Linked DNA regions of Rattus norvegicus: region 2 is linked to region 1. The links are chromatin contacts, called in public Hi-C maps. All regions are on one chromosome and are shown on one strand. The core of a region is the stretch at or near the end of the contact, and the rest is flanking DNA. Distances in the headings are between cores, read along the strand shown. Region 1 has its middle 58 kb from the start of Fam76b. Region 2 has its middle 210 kb from the start of Fam76b.

Region 1 (5,387 bases), core at 2,111-4,610:
GTTAGCAACAAGTGTCAACAGATCTAGAGGCCTGCAGCTTCTGACCTCAGTAACTTAAAGTCAAGATAAGCATAGTTATTATAGAAAGCAGCCCTACTCTCTGGCAAGACCAACCCTTATCCCCGACAAAACTCTTCCCCCTTGGATGCTTCAGAGGGGACCAAGCCCAAGGTTAGGCCCCGACAATATGTCAACCTTGGTTATTGTTCCTTAGGCATTTCTTTGGGGACAGGGTATCTCATTGGTCTAGAATTCACCAAGTAGGTTGGCTGTTGAGCCCCAGAGATCCACCCATTTCTCCCTGCTCAGCACTGGGATTACCAGTGCACCACCATGTCTGACTGTTTTATAAAATGTAGGTTCTGGGATGGGACTCAGGTCCTTGTGCTCGCAAAACAAGCATTTTACCAACTGAACCATTTTTCCAGCCCAATAACCTGGGCAGTCATTGGTTGGCCAGTCCCTCAATCTCCGCTCCATCTTTATCCCTGTGCGTCCTGTAGGCAGGACAAATTGTGAGTCAAAGTTTTTGTGGATAGGTTGGTGTCTCCATCCTTCCATTGGAGTTCTTGCCTTGTTACAGGAGGCGGCTGGTTCGAGTTTCATATCTTCTACTGCCAGGAGTTAATTTAGGTAGGGTCACCCTCATAGATTCCTGGGAGTTTTCCTTGTCCTGCATGTCTCAGAGATGCCCCCTCCTCTACCAATCCCAGTTCTCTCTCTCACTTCTACATCCATCCTCCCCACACTTGGTCCCTCCTGTTCCCCCCTCCCCACTCCCTCTCCAAATGTTCAACACCCTTAGTCATCAGGGAAATGAAAATCAAAATGACTCTGATTCTACTTTACACTGGTCACAATGGCTAAGATCAAAAACTCAAGGGATAGCACATACTGGCAAGGATGTGGAGCAAGAAGACTTCTCCATTACTGATGGGAGTGCCAACTTGTGCAACCACTTTGGAAATCAATTTGGTGGTTTCTCAGAAAATTGTGAATAGTTCTACCTCAAGACTCTTGGTTATATACCCCAAAGATGATCCATTACACCACAAGGACATTTGCTCAACTATGCTCATAGAAGCTTTATTTATACTAGCCAGAAATTTCAAACAACCTAGACATCCTTCAACTGAAGAATGGATAGAAATATGAGGTACATTTACACAATGGAGTACTACTCAGCTGTTAAAAACAAGGATATCATGAATTTTGCAGGCAAATGGATGAAACTAGAAAATATCATCCTGAGTTGGGTAACTCACACCCAGAAGCACATACACATGCTGTGTGCTCCCAAATAAGTGGACGTTAGCCATAAGGTATAGGGTAGTCATACTACAAAGCACAAACCCAAGGAAGCCAAGTAACAAGGAGGGCCCAAGGATGCTCGAAACTCACTGAGAAGGGGAAGCAGATCAGACATTGGGAGTAGATAGAGAGACAGATTTTAATGAAAGAACACTATTTCATGAAGATTTAGCCCATGCAATTTAAAAGGCTGTAGACTCCAAGAGCTTCTGGAGAAGCAGCACAGTCCTCCCCAGGAAGACAGATGACGTAGCCAGGGTGTAGTGCACAGCTGAGAGGCAATAGAGCAGACTCCAGCTGCAACTGGAAGCTTCTGAGGACCTGGGAAGAGCTAACATTTCTTTCAAGCCCAGCAGCAAGAAGAAGGTACAGCTGGAAGCTCTTAGGCAGAGAGAAGTGTCTCTTACTACAGGGAAAGTTAAGAGATAATCCAACTCAGGACTGAAACTGGTAAAACACAAACTGACATAAAACCCTAACCCAGAGCCCACCTTCTTAAACTCACCCCGCTAGTCCCACAGTCCACTTTAGGCTCAAGTCCTGCATGTGTATGGGAGTCCCAGGACGGTCACACAGGTGGAGCTGTGGCATGATGGGGTCAGCTCATTTGACCGAGAGGTACTGATGGATGTGCAGAATTTCCCAATTCCGTGTTCAGCTGATGGCTTAAAGTTGGCACCAACTTTATACCACAGAAAACCAGCACTTCAAGCCAGGACTTTCACCCTGCAAGAACCAGTTGTTTAGAACGTCTCAGTATTCTGCTGTCTTGGTTTGCTTTGTGTAAGAAAAGATATGATGACCGCCTGCTTCCAGATCGTCTCACGGACTTTGTAGAGTGGTCTCCAAATGGTCTCGCATAAGACTTTCATAGTGTTCACAGTAGTTGAAGGAAGACATTTGGATCAGGCAGATTCAAATGTGGATCTCCATCTGAGTGGCTAAGCTGGTTAATTAGAAGAAGGGAGGAAAAAAAAGAAAAAGGGATGGGTAAGGAAAAGTAGAGCTCAGTTTATCTTTCTTAGCTACTCTGTCCAGTTTCTTTCCTTGGCTCTGTCATCCAAACTTTGTCTTTTTGCCTCCTGATTCTCCTTTATTACTTCTCTATATGGTCAGGGGTAAAGAAATTCTGGTGCTGGGGTTGGGGATTTCGCTCAGTGGTAGAGCGCTTCCCTAGCGAGCGAAAGGCCTTGGGTTCAGTCCCCAGCTCCAAAAAAAAGAAAAAAAAAAAAGAAAGAAAGAAACTGTGCTGCCAGCTGCCTCTGCCCTTGAATTCAGTCCCCAGGCATCCTTAGGAGCAGGTGTCTGGAGTGACGAGAAGTTTCAAGCCTTCTGTCTTACTTCCCTCTCACGTTCGGAGGCCGCTTTTCTCCTCTTCTTTGATCTCACAGCCCAAGATGCACTTATCCAATTGGTAATTATAAATATTAGCATTGGCGTGGGGAGGTCAGGATGCTTGGAGCTGACAAAGGGGCTCCTGTACAGAGAGTAGCAGAGGGTGAGCGGTAGGTGGCGCTCTCCAGCCAGCAATGCCCGGTGGGATTGGAAAGGTCAGAGTGCACCTTAATTCTGGACGTTTGAAGAAGCTTCCCAGCCCATTTACAGGAATGGCTAGATCTTGGTTCCTGTCATGATCTTCCTTCTTTTAACTACTTAGCTCCTTCATGATATGTTGAGGACTGCAGAGCTGGGGGTCGGGGGGAGCTGGGAAATGAACTGCCTAGAGATGTTACAAAAGCTCATTTTGGCTGCTGGAATTAATGGCTGGAGTGATATTCTGCCTAGATGTCAGGTCGATGGTAATCTTTCAGAGAAAACATCGTGCTGGTGTGGGAGGCCTCCTCATTTCTCCACAGCACTTCGTATCGTGTGATCACTAAACTTTATGGTGAGACGTAAACAAATAGTCAACAACAACAGATCTTCTCAGGAAGTGTGAAAAAAGTCTATTTCTGTTTGAGGAACCTTTGGAATGCTCAACATAAGTGGGGCAGGCTCGCTTCGTGTTGCTATGGCAACACACTCCACAGCTGCTTCCTGGCCCGTAGAGGGACAGCACTTGGCTCAGGGCTTAGTACTGAGTGGGGACTCAGCAAATGTGGACTCGAAGGCTTATTCCATCCCTGTGGTATGCTCTAGAAAGGAGGATAGTTTCTTTATTGGCTTTTTGCTTTGCCTAGCAAAAAACGTTAGCTAAGTAGGAACACCAGGCGCAGCAGTGGCCCCCGACATCATGTCATTTACAGCTAGCAGATTCCCCCTTGTCTTAGCTATGGTTGCTATGGAGAGACAACAGGATCAAGGCAGCTTATGTAAGAAAGCATTGAAGAGAAGGCTTTCTCACAGTTTCAGAGGTTACTGCCATGATCATCATGGTGGGAAGCATGGTGGCAGGCGGGCGGGCAGGCAGGCGGGTGGGCGGGCGGGCGGGCGGGCAGGCAGGCCGGTGGGCGGGCGGGCGGGCGGGCGGGCGAGCGGGCGGGCGGGCAGGCGGGCAGGCAGGAAGGCAGGTGGGCGGGCAGGCAGGCGGGCGGGTGGGCGGGCAGGCAGGCAGGCGGGCGGGCGGGCATAGCCCCAGTGCAGTAGCTGAGAGCTTACATTTGGTCCATAAGCACTTGGCAGAAAGAGAGTGAGTTTAGGCCATGCCTCCTAGTCCTTCCTAAATGGTCCGACAACTGGGAACAAAGCATTCAAATACAAGACCTTACATTCTCATTCAAACCACCACACTTCATTTCTCTCTTCACACTCATGCAAATCCCACGATGCTCCTTGGCAGAGATGGCTGCACCGTGTTCCACCCTACTCGATTAAAGTGTCCATCCACCTCCCCCAGCAACACAACATGACAACAGTCATGGGTACTGACTGTCCCAGTTCATCTGGCACTGCTATGACTAAAAAACAAACAAACCCCCTGAAGTTCCTAATTAATGTTAACATGTCCAATCACTCCACCCAGTTTTGCATGTGTAAGGTACATGCATTTTGTCAAGATTCCTTTCTAGCTGATCTGAAGCAGTGGCCTCACGGGGTGGAGTAGAAGCCCAGAGCTGAAACCTCCGCCATCTTTTCCTCTAATTGCATTTTCAGTGCAGCCCTTTCTTTAACCAAAGGCATGAAGAGCTTCAGGCAGATGGAGCTAGCCAAGGAGATGCTTCGAGTCAGACTGTGCCTTCTCTGAAGACTTATATACCCCACACAACCGTTAGGACCCTTCCGCAGGCTTGTGACTACTGCTAGAGAGGAAACCCCCTCTGTTGTAACACTCTTGAACGCCTGCTGCTAACGTTCACTGCTCAGACCAGTGGAATGGAGGCTATCGGAGTCCACAGTGGAGATCCAGCCCTTCAGTGGTGTTACTGTCTCAGTGAAGGCAGCATACATACACAGCTGTAAAATTCCTCCTGCTTTTAACTGAGCATTTGAACATTTTACCACCATGACACTGCCATCAACTCTGGGCTGCTTCTCTCTCTCTTCTGTGTTCATGGAGAATTTTTTTCTCACCCAGATAAGATCCTGTCTTACCCTGGGGCTGCGGTAAGGGTGCCAGAGCCAGTATGTGGCACAGTCTATCACTTGAATGTCTTTAGCTATGGCCCTAAAGGGCTACCAACACAAGGAAGCAGGCGGTTTTGCTCAAAATAATAAGCAAGAATGGCAGGGTGAGATTCCTGGAAACTGTGCTGGTTATGTTTCTCCTTGAAAGTACCTAACGGGAACCTACGTTAAGGGGTGAATTATTTACACAGTGCATCACTTCCGGGAAGGCATGGTGGAAGGCAGTGTGAGCTGGCTCATCGCATTACACCTACAGTCAGGAAGCAGGGGCGGAACAAAAAACAGGGTCTGGCTAGGAAGCCTCAGGAGCAGCCCCAGTGAACGACTCCTCCAGCGGACTCCACCTCCTTAAGGTTCCACAACCTTCCAAGACAGCGCCACCTGCTGGACACCAAGGATTCAAACATACAAGCCAGGGGGCGCATCGCACACCCATACCATGACAGAAACCGCGTGTATACCGCAGGGTCAATAGTAAAAACACGAATTGAGACTATCCTACCACCATAGAC
Region 2 (5,356 bases), core at 2,693-5,192, 150 kb after region 1:
TGTAGCTTAAAAGCATGGGGCATGAATCTTCCTTTCGAAGCTAATAAAGAGCTTCCTTGTCACGGAAAGAAATCTCAGAGCCCTTTCCACCTACCCAGCACCAAGTGGAGAGAAGCATTGCTCAGAGTTCTTTTATGAACAGTCAGGAAACCATTACTAACAGTTGAGAAGCCAAGTTAAGGAACGATCGCATCACCTCTGGCGTCAACATATCCGACCGGTGGGCTTTCCAGCCATTAGCTCAAGGCTGGAGTTGTTCTCAGAGAACTTTCATATCCTCTGAACACTTGAATAGGTTTTAAAACAATCAGTATGTTATCAGCCTTCTCCAACGTGCACCTATGGACCTATAAGAATAAAGTCTCCCCCCTCCCACTCTGTGTGCGTGTGTGTGTGTGTGTGTGTGTGTGTGTGTGTGTGTGTGTGTGTGTGAAGACACTCGTGTAGAGGTCAAAGGGCAGCTTGTAGAATTTGCTTCTCTCTTTTTCTCTGGATCCCAGGGAATTAAACTCAGGTTCTCAGGTTCTCAGGTTTGGTGAGAATGCCTTTACTGACTGATCTATGTCACCATCCCTTCACCTTATGTTTCTGTGAGACAAGGTCTCTCGTTGGACCTGGGACTCATTGATTTGGCTAATGGACTCCGAGGATCTGCCTGCGTCCTCCCCAAGCCCTGCCCCTTAGCACAGGAGTGCTCCTAGGCTTGGTTTTTACCTGGGTGCTGGGATCCACACTCGAGTCCTCGTGCTTGTTCAGCAGTTTACTGGTTAATCTGACTCCGTAGCCTCCATACTATAATTAATACAAGAAAATGCCTCAGTTGCTGTGGCTGCAGTGTGAAAGCGTGGTCCCAGTGGACACACATCAAATTAAGACCCATCCAAAGGAGTGGAAGATAAAACATAAAGAGGGTAAAGAACCAGACAATAACTTGTCCAATAACAGTTTGACTTGAGAGGAGAAAGAACCCAGCGGCGGAATGGGAACCCGAGCCCACTTGGAGGGAACCTGAAGACTTGCGAGCTCCTGAGCAAATGAAAGTTGTCCGGGCTGCTTTATATTGTTCTGCTTTCCGAAACTGCCAGGAAAACCGTGCATGCTCTTAGTTCAGAATCAGGCTAACTCTTGGGGACCCTTGGAACGCGCTGGGTCCCCCCCCGGGGCCATGGATGGGGCAAGCTGGCTACATCTAAGGTTCCTAAGCAAACCGAGGTGAAGTCAGGCTCAGCTTGTGGTTCTGTGTTGGCAGCCCAGACCCAGCTCACACATCTACAAGACGACCTCCTCTAAGGCTCAGGGATCCTGTGGAAGAGAATAGCGGAAAGATTGTGAGAGCCGAAGTAGTAGGAGCTTTGCTGTAAAAGTGTGTCCTCTAGAAATGTCAGAGAAGCCCCACCTATGAAGTCTTATCAGCACGGCTGCCTAAACAAGCCTTGGACAAGGTGACACAAATTGGCATGCTAACACGGGAGAGTGAAAGCTCAGCAGGCTGAACCCTAGACAGAGAACCACAGGCAACCAAGGAATGCTGGGAGTGGGAGGGACAGTCTTCTCCAGAGAAGAGCCTCCTCGGGTCATGTGTTACTTGTATGTAGGGTGGTCAGCCTTGAAATTCTACACACTAGTAACATATGGGCTGAGCAGGTTGTATGCATATATTGAGGAGTAGATATGTGTGTGTTGAACAATTGAAGAAAAAGAGGCCACGAGTTCAAGAAAGAGCAAGGAACGGGGACTTGGGCAGAATTGGAAGAAGGAAAGGGAGAAACTGATATGATAATAACTCCCAAAAATAAAAATTATCATATATTTATATATGATAAAGATATTATATATACAGATACATTAGCTCATTTCCTTCGCAGTGAAAAGATGTGAGTGAATTTCTCCTGACCTTTTCCCTTAGTTCTTTTTCTTCCTGACTCCTTTAACCTACACTGAACCATCAAAGCAGGGTCATGTGTTAACCCATGAATCCTCCAACCAAGATGCTGAAAGGAAGGAAGGTGCAAGAGCAGTGAAGAGAGAAGCTCAAACTGCCTTGCCTTGCTCAGCTTCTGGAGAAAACACTGCTTGTCCCCAGAAACCCAGGGGAGAGGGGGGATGGGAAGAGAGAGAGGGACCAAGGGAGGGGAGGGGGGGAGAGAGAGAGAGAGAGAGAGAGAGAGAGAGAGAGAGAGAGAGAGAGAGAGGGAAGAAACAGCTATTGGCACAAAGCTGTCCACAAGTGTCATGCCCCCCCGGATTGGATTCAATGTTGAAGAAACCTGAAGAAAGAAATCACCAGAGATTCCATGGAATCTGAAGCCAAAAGCTGCCAACACTTGTCCTTCCCTCCCTTGTGAGATCTGCAGGTTGGTAGCTTTCAGACCGGAGAGGATACTTAGTATTTCCTACTGAGTCACCCAGATGTGTCCATCTAGCCAAAGTCCCTGTGGCTGTTTATAGACTCATGTTCACTGCATGAGTCTTGTAGGTCACAGCTATGATTTCAGAGAGTTGTTTAAGATCCAAGAGTAATCCTAGAAATGACTGCGTGTGTCCTCGTCCCTAGGTGTGTCCTCAGGGTGGCACAATTAGTATGGGTTCATAGCAAAAGTCAAAGGAATAATAGAACTTCAGATTTTAATAAAACTGAGGCAGTAAGTAAATATCCCTAATGTTTCTGCTCAGAGACCAATATTTAAATATTTAACATATACTTGGCATTAACCAACAAGACACATCATCCTTTTAAACAAAATAGTGACCCAACACGGCGGTACACACCATTTCCACAGTACAGAGAAAAGGAGACTGTTAGGTTCAAGGTGTGATGAGTGGCCAGGGAGCCGGGAATGTTGATTGAGGAGCATCTGACCTGACCACTGGGTTACACTGCCTCACTGTGAGTAGCCTGAACTATGTGTCCTTCAGATGGGCAGCGAGCCTGGAGATTATCTGAAGCAGAACCTCAACGAAAGATGAAACACCCGCAGACGCAGAGACCTCCTCCACTCCTCAGAGGTTCCTCTCTAACCAGGTGAACATTTCCACTTTCCTTCCACAGAACGCTTTCCTTTAAAGCTGGCTCTCACGTGGGTGTTTCCTGTACTCAAACAAACCACAGGTTTTAAAAAGTCATTGGCCTGTTCTCCTGAGGTCGACAAAGGAACCTGCGGCCATAGGCTTTGCAGGTCTCTCAAACTTCAGTAAGTAAAGGTGTTTTCAACTTGGAAAATGGGGAAGACATGGCCACCCTCATCCATTCAATTCAGCGAGCTCTCTGTGTACTGGCGGTTGGAAAACCTCTAAGTGGTACTGGTTTACCCATTCTGAACAGTCAATCATGGGCCAATTTTCAAAATACCCCTCCCCCGCTTTTCCCAAAACGGTGAAAAGTGTTTCAGATATGTTGTCCAAGGCCTCTCTATACCACCTCTGAAGCCTCTTGGGAAGTGTAAAAACAGTCCTTGGGGCATTAGCTCTGTACCATGAAGAATTCTTCCCAGACATTTTGGAAAGCAGGTCACCCACCCCCACTTTTTCTATGCATGGAATTCCAGCAGTCATGTTTGTTTCGGTTTCTTTTAAGCTAAAACTACAACAACAACAAGAAGAGACTGTTTTGAACCACTCATCTAACTCACTTCTCTGGATGCCTCGCTGTCCCTTTAAAACGGTTCATCCAGTTCTGAAAGGCAGAGAAGGGGTAAGTGCCCCACAGTCCCTGTGTTTCTTCCTCCAGCTCAATTCTGAGAAAAGCCCACAGCCTAAAAAGGAAGACTGAAAAGAGGGAAAACCATGGCAAATTACAAATGGCCTGAGCAAGATATGTCCACTATAACTGATGATAAATTAAAAACCCCAAACGCCATCAATTTCTCAACTGCACAGCCTGCAGTGAACAGCCTTAATCCAATGTATTTCCCAATGTCACAGGCTTGCACTGAATAGCCTTAACCCACTGTCCTCTCAGCTGTTCCAAATTTGTCCTTGTTCTCCAAGGTCCTTCATGAATCACATAATTGTGGGGAAATGCAAGTTTTTCAAAGCTTGGATCCCGCCACACAACTCGTGTGTTCCTTGGTGTCCGTACACACTGTCCAGGTCAGGCTGGTGAGGACTTCTTAGCTCCTTGTAGGAAAAACTGGACAGGTGTGGCTTCTAGAGGGAGGGCAAAGAACATGCACCAAGACTCTATTATGTGTTGAGACTGCCACCAGTGCATTTAAAACTCAGTCCTGGTTCTGGGCGTGGTGGTATATACTAAGATATACAGTCAGAGTAAGAGCTCGAGGTCAGCCAGGGCTACAAAGTGAGTTCAAGGTCAGCGTGGGCAAGGTCGTGAGACCTTGTCTTCAAGAAGGAAGAAGGAAGGAAGGAAGGAAGGAAGGGAAGAAGGAAGGAAGGAAGGAAAGAAGGAAGAAAAAAAGAAAATTCAGTCCTTTAGTATGACTCAGTGAGGTAAATAGCAATCTTCCTTCTTTACAAATAAGAAAGTGAAGGTTTAGAGAGGGGAGGGATAATTGTTAAGGTCAGGGTTGGACACAGGCATGCGATCCTAAGTGTTGTTCATCCTGACTCTGCTCTGTGGAGACTCAGGCAAAGACAGTTTTGGAATAAATGAATCAGTTGCCCAGCCAGAGCCTCATATTTCTGCAAGACCTAACTAGCAAACCACGCCCAGAGCGTGAGTCCACTGAACTCGGGGTCCAAGACCGTCCCTGTGCTTATTTACAGTATGCGGTCGGTCCATGCTTGACTTATGAGCTGACCCTGGTGCTCGCCTTTCAGGCTAAGCTTCCTACCCTGGCACTGCAGATCATTGCTTTCTCTTTCATCACACGGGCATGGTAGACACTGACGCCTTCCAAATGAAGCAATTAGTGAAGGCTATTAAAAGAAAATTCCAAACCCAGAGATTGCAAAACCCATTAGCTGAGCAAAAATTTAGGGGATGGGGGTTGTCCTCCCATTACCTGACTTGAGTTCAAGTACCAAAGGCAAGAAAGAAGAAGCAAATTATAATAAACCAACCAGATCCAAAATTCACAGTAAACAAAAGAGAGTCGGCAATGTGATACTTGAGTCCCTGGCAGAGTGTCCCGTAGGAACCCATGGGAGATGCTTGTGAGCTCTTCAGCCTTGCCAGGGAGGCAGAGAGGCACCAGTAGAAGGTGGCAGGGTTATTTTCAGCTCACGCTGAGACTCAGCAGGTGACAATGTGGAGCAGAGAGAATTGGGGTCAACTGTGTTCCTCTGGTGACCTGGGCATTCTTCTAGGGAATCAGCCTTAAAGTCTCATCACGGTGGCTATTTTAACTCATTTCTAGAAGACATAGATGCTCGAGGTACTCTTTTATATGACTTATTC

The links. Hi-C and Micro-C count contacts between places; a contact is called where the count stands out from the background.
Region 2: a contact with region 1 is called in a Hi-C map of the A7r5 cell line, with 2.3 times the contacts expected there. The contact joins two enhancer-like sites. A contact is called at or near these places in 6 of 12 Hi-C or Micro-C datasets (the A7r5 cell line, Schwann cells, frontal cortex and 3 more).

Annotation. Positions count from the first base shown.
Region 1 is chr8:19,026,686-19,032,072 of GRCr8, forward strand. No RefSeq gene overlaps it. Among named protein-coding and RNA genes, the nearest start is that of Fam76b, 58 kb to the left of the region's middle. Within about 2 kb of position 3,361, at least 43 of the 93 cell types and tissues checked have an H3K27ac peak or open chromatin away from gene starts, as enhancers often do. A contact at or near this core is called in the A7r5 cell line, where this site is marked.
Region 2 is chr8:19,176,214-19,181,569 of GRCr8, forward strand. No RefSeq gene overlaps it. Among named protein-coding and RNA genes, the nearest start is that of Fam76b, 210 kb to the left of the region's middle. Within about 2 kb of position 3,943, at least 9 of the 93 cell types and tissues checked have an H3K27ac peak or open chromatin away from gene starts, as enhancers often do. A contact at or near this core is called in the A7r5 cell line, where this site is marked.